2 separate regions of the Gossypium hirsutum genome follow, and region 1 is linked to region 2. Evidence: chromatin contacts called from public Hi-C data. All regions are on one chromosome and are shown on one strand. The core of a region is the stretch at or near the end of the contact, and the rest is flanking DNA. Distances in the headings are between cores, read along the strand shown. Region 1 holds the start of LOC121218303 (acyl carrier protein 1, chloroplastic). Region 2 has its middle 20 kb from the start of LOC121219016.

What was found. Hi-C and Micro-C count contacts between places; a contact is called where the count stands out from the background.
Region 1: a contact with region 2 is called in a Hi-C map of leaf, with 8 times the contacts expected there. The contact joins the promoter of LOC121218303 here to the enhancer-like site in region 2. A contact is called at or near these places in 8 of 34 Hi-C or Micro-C datasets (anther, callus and leaf).

The regions. Positions count from the first base shown.
Region 1 is chrD06:16,640,067-16,646,104 of Gossypium_hirsutum_v2.1, forward strand. LOC121218303 (acyl carrier protein 1, chloroplastic) reads left to right here and starts at 4,647. Exons shown (of 4, transcript XM_041095355.1): 1 at 4,647-5,297; 2 at 5,472-5,588; 3 at 5,706-5,825; 4 at 5,953-6,038. The coding sequence starts at 5,196. It overlaps LOC107901001, which reads right to left. Exons shown (of 10, transcript XM_041095351.1): 10 at 5,541-6,038.
Region 2 is chrD06:16,423,035-16,429,605 of Gossypium_hirsutum_v2.1, forward strand. No RefSeq gene overlaps it. Among protein-coding and RNA genes, the nearest start is that of LOC121219016, 20 kb to the right of the region's middle. Within about 2 kb of position 2,652, at least 4 of the 9 cell types and tissues checked have an H3K27ac peak or open chromatin away from gene starts, as enhancers often do. A contact at or near this core is called in leaf, where this site is marked.

The sequences.
Region 1 (6,038 bases), core at 3,397-5,896, 220 kb after region 2:
TAATTTGCATGATGAGCTTTTCCACTAAAGCTCAATGGTGCACATCCAATTTCTAATATACTTAATGATTAAACTAAATTGAAAGCATATTAAAACAAACATTTAAAATACATTATCACAATAATATTAAACATAATTAAAAGGTCATTTAAATGCATTAGATCATCGTGAATACACATTGAGAGCATACATTTCAGATTTTCATCATAAGCACCATAGTATATTTAATTTCTTTACTCAAATCAAATCAACATGAGCATTCACCAATGAGATTTATATATCAAATTTAGTTATCATTACATACTAAAACATTGCCCTTATTAATTAGATTTGCGTAAATGGATACACGAATATCCAACCAAATCCCCAAAAAGTAATGCATAAGCACAATGGTAAGCTATACAATATAACGAATCTCCAATGTTTGTTTACCACAATTTATCCAACCAATCCTCAAGAATTGTGCAAAGTATGACAAAACAACTCTCTTGGGCACAGTAAGAATTCGTAAACACATAATCTTTTAAGAGTTCTATTCTATGGCATGTCAACTATACCCGAGAACTAGCCAATATCATTTAATTGGACCATTAATAGTTAGAAACATGTATTTCCAACATGAAAACCTCCAAAACATACCAACAAATTAGCATCATGATTTTCATTTGACATTTCAATAAAACATGTCAAACATCAACATTCACTTATTTCATCACATATCAACTTAAGCGTCGCATACATAACATAACATTTATCAAGTCAAACATATGACACAAAATTGTAAAATTAATCCTCAAGCTAGCAATTTAGGCATTATCATGAAGCATATCAAAATTAGAATGTACAACTCGAAACCAACTATGCTTCCGACACATTTTCCTTCCCTTTCACCTTAAAGCTCTCACCAACTTCTTTAGCTCCAAGATCATTGCCAAAATAATAAATCAAGTCAAATTAACCATAAACAACAATAAAAATTCCTAAACCTAATGAAATGATGCAATTCGATAAAGCGAGACTTTCATTTCACCTAAACCACTTAGGAGAACTTTAACCTATATGTCCTCAAACTAAAATATAATAACTTGCTAATGATTTAGGGCTCCTAATTAGTCTAGACATCTCTTAATTCCAGCAAACTTATTCTTAAATGCCATCACTCTTCTCTCTCTAAAACTCATCCTAAATTCACTCAAGTCCATTTCAAATATGCAAAAATTCTAATGTTATTCTAAATCTTCAAGAAAAACACAAAATTAAAGCGCTATCTATGAGTGAAATTAATGTGAACAAAGGAAAAGATGAAAAATGGTGAAACCATGATTTCAAAAACTAAAATTAATTATAATGAATTAAATGTGAAGTTTTACTTACTTTGCTGAAATCAAATGTTTGTATTCAAGAAAAACTCAAAGAACCAACCCCTTCCTATCAATGGTAGTTTTCATATGAATGAGAAAGGGAAATCATGATTTTAAAAATTAAAATGATGAAAGAATTGATGAGAAAACATGTTTACCTTACTAATATTGACTGATTGAAAATCAAGAATCAAATTGTCTGAGAGAAAATGTTTTCAAACAAATCATGAAAATGAATAGAAAATAATTGTTGGCTATAACAAATCGCACCTATTAGTCTATTTGCTCTCATGCCCTTGGGCTGATAACCATTTTAACACATTACTCCTTTCTAATTTTGTTTCTCACTCTTAAGACATTTGCCCCACTAATTTTCATTTCCTTACCACAACTTCTAATTTTCTTAATAATAACTAAATTAATCACTAATAATGATTTAGAAAATAAATCTGGAAACCTTTTGAAATGTCTCGAATACTAATTCTGACCGTACGATGTTAATTATTAAATGATTTGGGAATTATAATTTGAATTGCATGCACGATAACTGATCAGACAATCAGAAAACAAAATCATGCTAGACTCAAGTGCTTTTAATCTGCTGTTCGATCTGTTTCTTTAATTTTAGAATAGAGAGGGAGAAAAGATTTAAGCAAAAACAGAGATAGAAATAACTAGCTAGCATGGATAAAAATAAAATATTAGAAAACACGAATATGCAAATTGTATACGACATTTTCCCCTCCGAGGATTGCTCTTTTTCTCTCTCTGCATTGTAAATTATCCTTTTACAGCAATACATACAGGTTGTAGTTTTAGACCTCTATTCTAAACAAAACCACTTCTGAATAACCAGAAATATACATTTTCCGGGGTGGTTGTTTTGGCCCCCTTTAATCAAGTTGGTCTCCATGAATGCCTTAGGCTTAGCCTGAAAAGTTGAAGCAACAGTAATTACGGCTCCATATGATTATTAAATGTAGAACACTCTTTTTCATTCATTTATATTCACCTCCAAACTCACCCATGGAAAATCCGGTGAGAAGTACATCAACTTTTATTAAATAAGATTATGTTTCTCATTAAAATTTTAAATTTGTTTAAATTATATTTACCAAGAATATAATCATGGAAATATTTATCAACAATATAATTCAACATATTTGTGAAGAGCAAAAATATGTTCTTGAAGAGTTAACAAATCACAAATAAATATGTTTCTATTTTTAAATATAAATTAATAAATTACTACCATTCAATTATTTATAATTACTAAAATTATATATAAAAAATTAAAGTTTACATGAAATTTAGTCCATTTAATTTCTGAATTTAAAAATTCAAGTTCAACTATTATCACCGTTAAATTCTTTTATTAAATTTATTATGAAATTAAAATATTGGCAACTTGTAACAATAATATTTTTCTTAAAAATACTCACTCAATATAAATTAATTTTTTAGTTGTAATGTGTTGATTAATTAAAATTCAATTTTTAATATAGTACCAGAGTAAAAACTAAAATTTAATAAAATAATACAAGGCAAACCAAAAGTAGCGTTAAGTGGTAGGGTTGTTGGGACCTTACTTTTATATACTTAATTATATAACAATCCTGCAACACAAGAGTTTTAAACCAACTCTAGTCACTACATACTGTTTTTCTATTGGTACCTATTGCCCGGATATATTATTATTTTTACAAAATACTTTTTATATATGTATATAAATATTAAATAATAAAATTAAATAGAAATAAAAATTTGGTTAAAATGGTAAAGATAACATTCTAAAATTTATTGATGGCACCTTATGTCAATTTTAAAAATAAAATACTCTTCAATGATATAAAATATTATTTAATTAGCTTCACCACATAATCTCAAAATAAACAAGTAAAAATCTATTTTATAAATTAAACAATAAAACTATTTCATTTCATAATTCAACAAATCTAAAATAAATAATAAAAATTCTAATTTTAATTTTCTTATACCACACTATATTCCAACTGGTATGCACTGGCACCAATTATACCAATCGAAATTTGTATTAAAGTGGAACCCAAAATTTAATGTTATGATCTATTGTAGGAATGAAACGTTCCGGCTGATATAAGTGACACCGGAACGATACCAACTATCATGATAATATTCATAAAAAATTGTTTATATTGATTTCGCTTAATAAATTAATTTTAAAATGCTTTCCATTTATTCCATTTAATAAAGAAACATAAATTAATTTATAAATTTATTAAGCGAAATGAATATAAACAACTTTTGAGGTGCAGAACTGTAGGTTTCTTTTTTTCTCTCTTTCAAAATGCCCAAGAATGGGGGTGGGACCGCCTGCAATGACTGACGGACATGATGGGACCGCTCATAATCGCACGGCTATAATTTTTCAGTGAGTGGAGGAGGTTGGAACATTTGCTGACAACTGGATGCCACGTGCCAGATCAATGAGGCTCCAAATAGAGGCACGTTGCCACGCGGGAACCCACGGAAAGGGACCATGACAGCTGGCCACCATTTGCAATATCATTTATTTGGGTTCTATTTTGAATTTCCATGGACGATGAAATTATGATAAAAATTTAATATTTTTTAAGTAAAATTTAAATTTTGAGTGTTGTATTTTAAAATTAGGAAATAATGTTATTTTAATTTCAAATTCAGTCAAAGTTTAATAACATTATTAAATATTAATGTTTTTAGATATAAAAATATGAGCATAATAAGAAAAGGTAAAATTATCAACTACATCATCTTCATTCCACAACTATTATGTTTACGATGGAGGTATAATTTTAAAAATTGCCATCATTTTATAAATATTAAATGCATTCATTTTATTCGCACCTCACTTCACTTTACTTTAATTTTATTTTTGTTAGTTATTTAAATACATATGATTTTTTTATGACATGTTTATATATTTTTATCATTTTAATAGTTATTTATATAAGTAAAATAATAATTTTTACAGTAAAATAAGATAAAATAAATAAACAATTATTATAACCATTCGATAGGCAGTTTCTAAAAAATTCATTTCGTCACACCCAATTTTTCAAAAAATTCATGGATGGTTGGAATTTTTTTATTATGGAAGATGATGCAGTCTTTTTTTATCTCTAAGCCATTTACGGTCGAAAGCGTAAGGTCACTTTCCGCTATAACTGGGGGAGGGTTGGTGGCGGTGGGACCATTTCAAATTTCAACCTGCCACCAACAAACAACACCTTACACAAAACCCCCAACATAAGACAGCAGAGCAGTGCAATGCAGCATATCAAATTTTCTATACATATAATATGGCTTTGATTGTGGTTTTGAATTATGACAAGTTTCACCCAATAGAAACTGCCAGCCCACTGTCTCTCTGATTATAAACCGCAAACACATCAATTTTCTTATCTTATTAATATTTTGAGGTGTAAATGTAATAATATTTAACATTTGAATGCAAGCACTTGATAGGATAGGAGGTAACTGTTCTACTGTTGCCATACCATGCATGTAGTGGTGAATTTCTGCAAATAGAAAATAACGTTAAGAGTCCAATTTGCATAGCATAAGCAAACACAGAACATCCATGGAAGTGACCGCCCCATTCTAAAAGTCATTAAAGAAAACCAAATCAAACATTGGAATCATCATCGGGTGTTCATGTAACTCCCCGGACACTTTCTGGCATTGTCTTCAACATTTTCTCTATTTATATATCTACAACTTTGAGTTTCTTCATCAATTTACTTCCTTTTCACTACTTGTAATACCCTATATATCTCGTTATTTTCAGCCTGCATTTTAGTCAATCCAGTTTCAATGGCTGCTTTTGCTTCAATCTCCGCATCTTCATTGCCCGCCCCTGCTACAATTCCTTTTGCCAAAGGATCTATTTCTCAGCACAAAAGCTTCACCACCATTGTAAGTGATCCTTTTTGGGGAAAAAAAAAACTACAATGTGAATAGTATGGCAGATTTAACCGACCAATGAGGTCTCGGTTTAATGACAAAATAAAAACTTTGGGACCTTTCTACCTATGTAAATAATACTGGCTCATCATGTGTAGATTTCATCCAACCGAGTTTTTATTGCAGGGATGTCCTGTAGTATGCAATGGATTGAAGCTTATTCCAAAGATTCAATTCTCCAAGGAGAGAAACAAATTTTCGACTCAATCTAGCTGCTTTAAGACATCAGTTTCATGCTCTCTTGTAAGAAACTTGTAGACCATGTCTTTGTTTCGTTTTTTTTTTTTCTTATTACAATTGTCTTTAGTACATGAAATCGTCATTAAGCTCATTATCTTCGTACATATTGGATTCCACTAGGCTCAACCTGAGACATTGAAAACCGTCCAAAATACCATTGCCAAGCAATTGTCAATTGATGTGAGCTCAGTGACTCCTGATACTAAATTTGCTGATCTAGGAGCTGATTCACTTGACACGGTGCGTTACACCTTTTACAAGACATATCCACATTTGTGTTTTTTTTTAACCCTTTCAGTTTCTTACATCATGAGCATAATATCCTGGTTCATTTCTTATGTTTTGTTTGATGTCAAATTCATTTCAGGTGGAGATAATGATGGCGTTGGAGGAACAATTTGGAGTTTCAGTCGGAGAAGGCGGAGCTGAGAACATCACAACCGTCCAAGATGC
Region 2 (6,571 bases), core at 1,402-3,901:
TTTAGGCTTGGCCAATCAATACCAGATTTTTCTTAAAGTTTCCCCTGTTTCACTGTTTGACTAATCTGACCACTCTGCACTTCGAATCAAATTTCTCATTTTACAGAATTCAAAATGTGTTGTATTTGATTTCATTTGAAACTAGACTCATTAAGGAGTTTAAGCATATAAATTTTATCTTATAATCATTTTTGTATAATTTATAATGATTTCCTAAAAACAGAACAGGGAATCTAGTAGTCATTTTGACTCAGCCCCACAATACTTCAAATATCTCAAGATCGGTAACTCTTTAGTTTTTATAGTTTCCTTTGTAAAAAAATAGACTCTTCAAGCTTTAATGACATAATTTACTCAGCTTCTAATTCAACTCCTACAAATTATGGCGATTTTCCAAAATCACCTTACTGCTGCTGTCCCCAAGCAGATTATTACCAAATCAAATACTAACATTTGCATTTCACCTTAATAGCTAGCTTAGCAAACCTTAATTTAACATATAATTCACACATATCACATTCCAAGCATTCACTCTATTCTATCACTTAAGGTACAAACATTACTCAATAACTTCCTAATTCAAGTACACATTCGGCCTTGGTACATAATAAGGTAGTCGATTCCTTTCCCTTTAGCACCCATTGCTCACATATGATTATTTGTATAGCTCAAACACTCATCTATCTTTGCTCATCTAAATTTACCATGAAACAACAAAATTTACCATTGTCAAATACCATAGCCGAATGTCATTAAACCTAAACCACCATGAAAATTTTACTTATCACCTCATACCTTATTATCAAATTGAACTAATTATGCTTATAAAAATAATATCAAAACCGAAACCTTTTGATAATTAAGCCTCTAATTATTTATTACAATTACTCAAACGAAATTTTCTCACATTTAACACTTATATACCAATCAATTGTTGAAGACAAACAAAATCTCATTTCCTCCCTTGACAACCACAACCGAAAGCTCAAACCAACATCTAAAATTCCAAGTTTTCAAATGGGCTAATATGGAACTAGCTAATTGACTTAAACTAAACTTAAAATTTCAAAAACTAGCAAAATTTTTACTAACCTTCTCAAGCTTCAAGTGACCGAATGTTTCCCTCCTATCTTCCTCTTTACAATCGGCCAAGAAGAACCAAGGATACAAGCTTTGTTTTCATTACCTTTCTTTTTTTCTTTTATTCTTTCTTTTATTTATTATACTCCAATAACCCAATTTCTTATTATAATATCAAATTCAACAAATATATTGCCCATCATCAATCCATCTTGGCCGGCCACTATAAGGGAATTGGGCAATTTGACATGCAAGTCCACCCTTGTTTTGACATGCACTAATAAGCCCTTTAAAATTAGCCTATCATATTTCACCATGTCTCATGTTGATCCCTATTTAATAATTCCTCATGCAATTGGCAAAATTAGGGAATGAAACTTCCACATATGCATGTACACACACATAATAAACATAGAATATAGCAATTAATTATTTTTATAACTCGGTTTTGTGGTCCCGAAACCACTTCCCGACTAGGGTCACATTAGGGCTGTCACAATTTTGTATGATTTGTCTACCGCTTGCATTGGTTTTCTTATGATTGAACTCACATTGAGCTTCTTAAGCTCACTCCCCCATTATTTCTATATTTACAGATAACCCACCAGGTTATGACATGGACTCCGCATACGAAAGGCTCGGCTCGAATTGATCTTTTTTATTAAAAAGTATTTTAGATTTACTACTTAAAATTTCTGTTATTTTGGAATTGTATCGCTTTATTTGAATTGTGGCATGGGACTATGATTTTGAGTTTATTTAGTATGCATGATATTTAATTCAAATTTAGGATATTGAAACATGAATTTTAAATTAATTATGCATAAAATAATTCTAATTTTACTTAATTAAAACTAAGTTGAATATCACTTTTCCGCTACTAGATTATAAATAAAATTTGAGTAATAAATAAAATGGAAATTAACTAAGTTTTCCTCTAAAATAAACAAATGCTTAAAATGTCTGTTTTATAAACTCCGTTAACTTACTGATAATTTTGGTGGCCAATGTAATCTTCTGAATTCGGACTTAACGTCTAGATCAGATTATGAAAGTTACAAATTTTAAATAAAAATTATATACCAAAAAATGAATTAATATCAATAATGTTAATATAAAAATTCAAACCCATGCATCACATGGACCAAAAACTAGTAATGTTTGTTTATAAAATTATATAAGAGCATTAGGCTGGATTTGATTCTTGAAAATATTTTCTATTTTCATTTTTAAAAATAATTTTAATTTTATTTTTTGTACTTTTGGAAATTGAAAAACATGTTTGGTAATCAATAATGAAACTTTCCTTTCAAAGTTCTAGGAAATTTTAGTTAAGCCTCCTTAAATTTTTGAAAATTTTTATTAATTTTATAAAAAGGTTAATTAGACCTCAAAATTTTTTTTAAAAAAAATCTCATTTAACTCCTAATTTTAAAAAAAATTTTACTAGACCTCAGAACATAATTCTTGGATCAAATGTTATTTTGATCTCGAGGATGCTTTCTTGCAGTGATGGATCCTAGGCCCATAAGGATTTTTGACGCCTAACTAAAATTTATTAAAACTTTCAAAATTTCCCATATTTTTGAGGCTAGGCCCATAAGGATCCGCCCTTGCTGTCTTGCTTTTCAGGGCACTTTGATGGCTTTCTTTCTCTGCTGTCTTCTTCCTGTTTGGGAGTTTGTTCTGTCGTCTTATGAATTATGAAATAAAATCATTCTTTATGAAAAGAGGCAAGGGCTTGTCTCGTCAAAAAAAAAAAAAAAAAATCCACAATCCTCAACAACCATTATTTACTGCCCTTTTTCCATCTTCTCCATGACTACTGCGTATGTACAAAATTTTATTTTTTACCAAACAATTAAATACTGTGGGTTTTCTCTTTTCTTTTTTCAATTAATAATAAAGTATTTGACATTGTAAATAAACCTTTTTTTTCTTTTAAATTAGTAAAAATGGTGGAAACCTTCAGAAGACTGGAAAATCTCCGCGTATGACGTAAAGCTCAGTCCAAAACCATGCATGACCCTAATAATATTATACATGCTATATCTAAATATCATAACCTTATAATTAATTAACTAGGCTAAATATTACTAGTCGTGGAAGTGGAGCTTTACTTTTTTAAAAGGCTTCAAGTTTACTAAAGTATTAGATTTTAAAGACCTTAAATTGAAGTGGTGGCACTTCTTCAACCACCCCATAAAATGTTTTTCTACTTATGCGGAGTGCTTAATCAAAAGTATGTACTCACTTCAACAAATATAAAAGTGAACATATCGTGATAATTTTCTTTATTGTTGTACTTTGAAGATATAATACTCTCACCACTAAATTCATCATTTTTGAATTCAACAAGTAAAATCATAACACAAGATTTTACTATCAAATTGTACTCACACAATAATATTATGAAAAGAACATATTAAGTGCTTAACTCTTAGTACAATCACCTATTCAAGACTCTCAAATATGTAGACTTAATTTCAAGACTTGCTTACATATGAAGATATCTATATCGATCCCACTAAAGCAACAACAAAATAAGTTTAATACATTATAATAATATCAAACACTGTAAATATAGACTCTTGACAACTAAAATCATGATCCAACAAATTATCTTGCGTAATTTAATATCAATCCAACCAATATAAAATTCTCGAAGTAATATAATTTTTTTTATAATGGCTAAATACCAACCATATAATTAATATAGTCCAATAAATTGTTAATACCTTAAATATGGAAATTGTGTCTTTAAAGATTTGATGTTGGTGAGGGGAGTAGGCACTCCCTCTATCACCAAACTTACCAATTTCATATTTTTCAAAAAAATTAATATTTGATTTAATTAATAACTCTAATCAGGGGAAGAAAACCAAGAAAGAATTTTTATATATATTTGATTTGAGTAATTAAGTTGTGGAAATTCAAATTAAGGAAAGTTATATTTTGTTTTTTACCGAAGAAGTCTTTTGTTGCTTATGTATATGAGTTGAGGTCTTCCTTTTGATAATAATGAATAATGAAGCGTGTGTGTCCCCAAAGAAGTTAGGATTTAATAAAATGTGACGTGATGCACGCACCGCATTGAGCCAGTGTGGTGCTGGGAAACTGCAGTTTTGACAACTGCCACATGCTTCAATTTCTCACCCCTCCCCTCTTTTTCTTCTATCTTCTTTCTATTTTATTTCTTAATTAAGGTTTAAATAATTTCCAACTCACTACCGTTTTTATTTTGGTATTAATTTATCTATATTTTAAAAATATTTATATATTATTTACGTATTACATGCATATAAATATATTTTAAAATTATTAATTACGTTGACTAATTTAATTAAATGTTTATATTTTATTTTAAAAATAGTTAAGATAAAAATATTAAAAATTAATTTAAAATATCAAAATCTTCTACAGGGTTGATTTAAAAACTAGGTTTGATGCTTTTATTTTCACCAATTTAGTCATTTTGATCTTTTTTTTTCATTTTAAAATTATAAAAATCTATTTGGTAACATTATTTATGAATTTTCGTTAATTTTGAATATGTTACATTTTAATATTGATTTAAAAAATTAATTTTAATTGATAAAGTAGGTTCAAATTTAGAAGAAGTCAATTAATATTATTATTAATTGAATTTTAAATTTTAAATTTCAAAAGTAGGAACAAGTAGAAGAAGAAAAAGAAAAGGAGGAAACAATGGAAATCATTTTCTTTAATATATATGCAAGGTGCTGGCTTTTTGGTCTTACAGCATACTCTTCTAAGTGCAAAAAATTATTCCACAAAAATGAAAGGAGAAAGTGTTGTTGAGACTAAGCTACCAAATTTTGTGTCAGCAAAGAAAAGTGAGTTGAGTGGTAATTTCCACATACACCACTTAAGCTTTCTTCTTCACATTTCCCTACCCTTTGGACTTTGGAGGCATAATCTTGTTGGAAAATAATACAGATCCATTGTCGACTTTAACATGCAAACATTTTTTATTTTTAAAACATATTGCTTTACAAAATTTTGAACAATTAGTCTCTCTATTTTAATTTATCCAAATTTAGTTATTTTGACTTATGAAAATAGAGAAATTAATCCAACACAATTAAAATTTGTAGTTTGAAAATTTATAAGCCAAGAATTAGCTAAAATCAATTATTCAATTCCATCTAATTATCAACAATCAAATTAATTTCTTGGTTCTCACAAAATATAAATACCAAATTTTTACATACAAATATAGATGGATCAACTTTTTCAAGGTGATGAAAATCATAATTAAAAATAATGAAAATATATAACTAAATTTTTAAAAATATTTGACCTAACTATTCTAATGCAAATAATAATATGATAGCTTCAATTTTTAAATTAGCCCTAAATTATGATTTAGATTATTTTATAAATGTAGATATAGTGTACAACAAGAGAGGAAGTCAATGAGGAGATACGAAAGAGATCACATTGGGGCTATAGAGGTCGGTTCACCTAAAGAAGTGAAGAGTCAATTCAAGAATAAGAGGATAGATTAGCTGCTTGAGGAAGCAATTGAGCATAATAACTTCATGGTATTAAAAAAGTTGATCATTTCTTCATCGTTGATGAGGATACTTATAAGGAGGTCTTCATTTTCACTAGTATGACATGACAGATCATCATGAAGGAAGTTATCATCATCTGATACATGAAGAACGTGCATTGTAGGGCCTATTCTATTACGAATTTGATCAATACAAGATTGTTATACCCGGGTGGATCCCATATCGGTTCAAGGGTTGAGAAATGTTAACACTTAGAAAGTGGTTGCTTGGCCATTTCTTGATATGACGGATGAAAACACGGGAGGGGGGATATATCTTTGTTTAAAGCGGGTGGTCAAACGTGATCAAGCGAGACACCTTCTCAAATGAAGTTAACACGAGGTCAACATTGTCTATATTACATCCCGAAAGGTTGGGGTATAACCATAAATATAAAAAATTGATTGTACCAACTGGTCATCTCTTAAATTGAATAATTTACTAGTTCAATATGAGTCAAAGTACCCTTCTTATTAAGTACAGAGCACTTAGCTCAAATTATTCATACTAAATAAATAAAAACGAGTATCTTAAATTATAGTATTCATGCTTGACTTTTCAAGTAATGTGATATTCATAGTTTAATTACTAGATATACAAAATTAATTTTGTATATATTAAGTCAAGTAATATATATAATTAATCCTTGTAAATTTACAAGCACTCAATAAGAATTAACAAAAATATTATTTATGATGATATATTATATAAATTCAATAGTTATTTTAGATGATTACTTTTAATGTATTAAGTGAAACTATTATTAAATAATAATTTTATTTAAGCCAACAACTTTTTGATCAAATGACAAAAGCATTATGTTGTAACTACGAGAGTTTATGTTCGATCATAAGCAATTTTATTTCCCTTCCCAATTGTAAAAAAAAAATAAATTTATTTAAAAAGAGCAA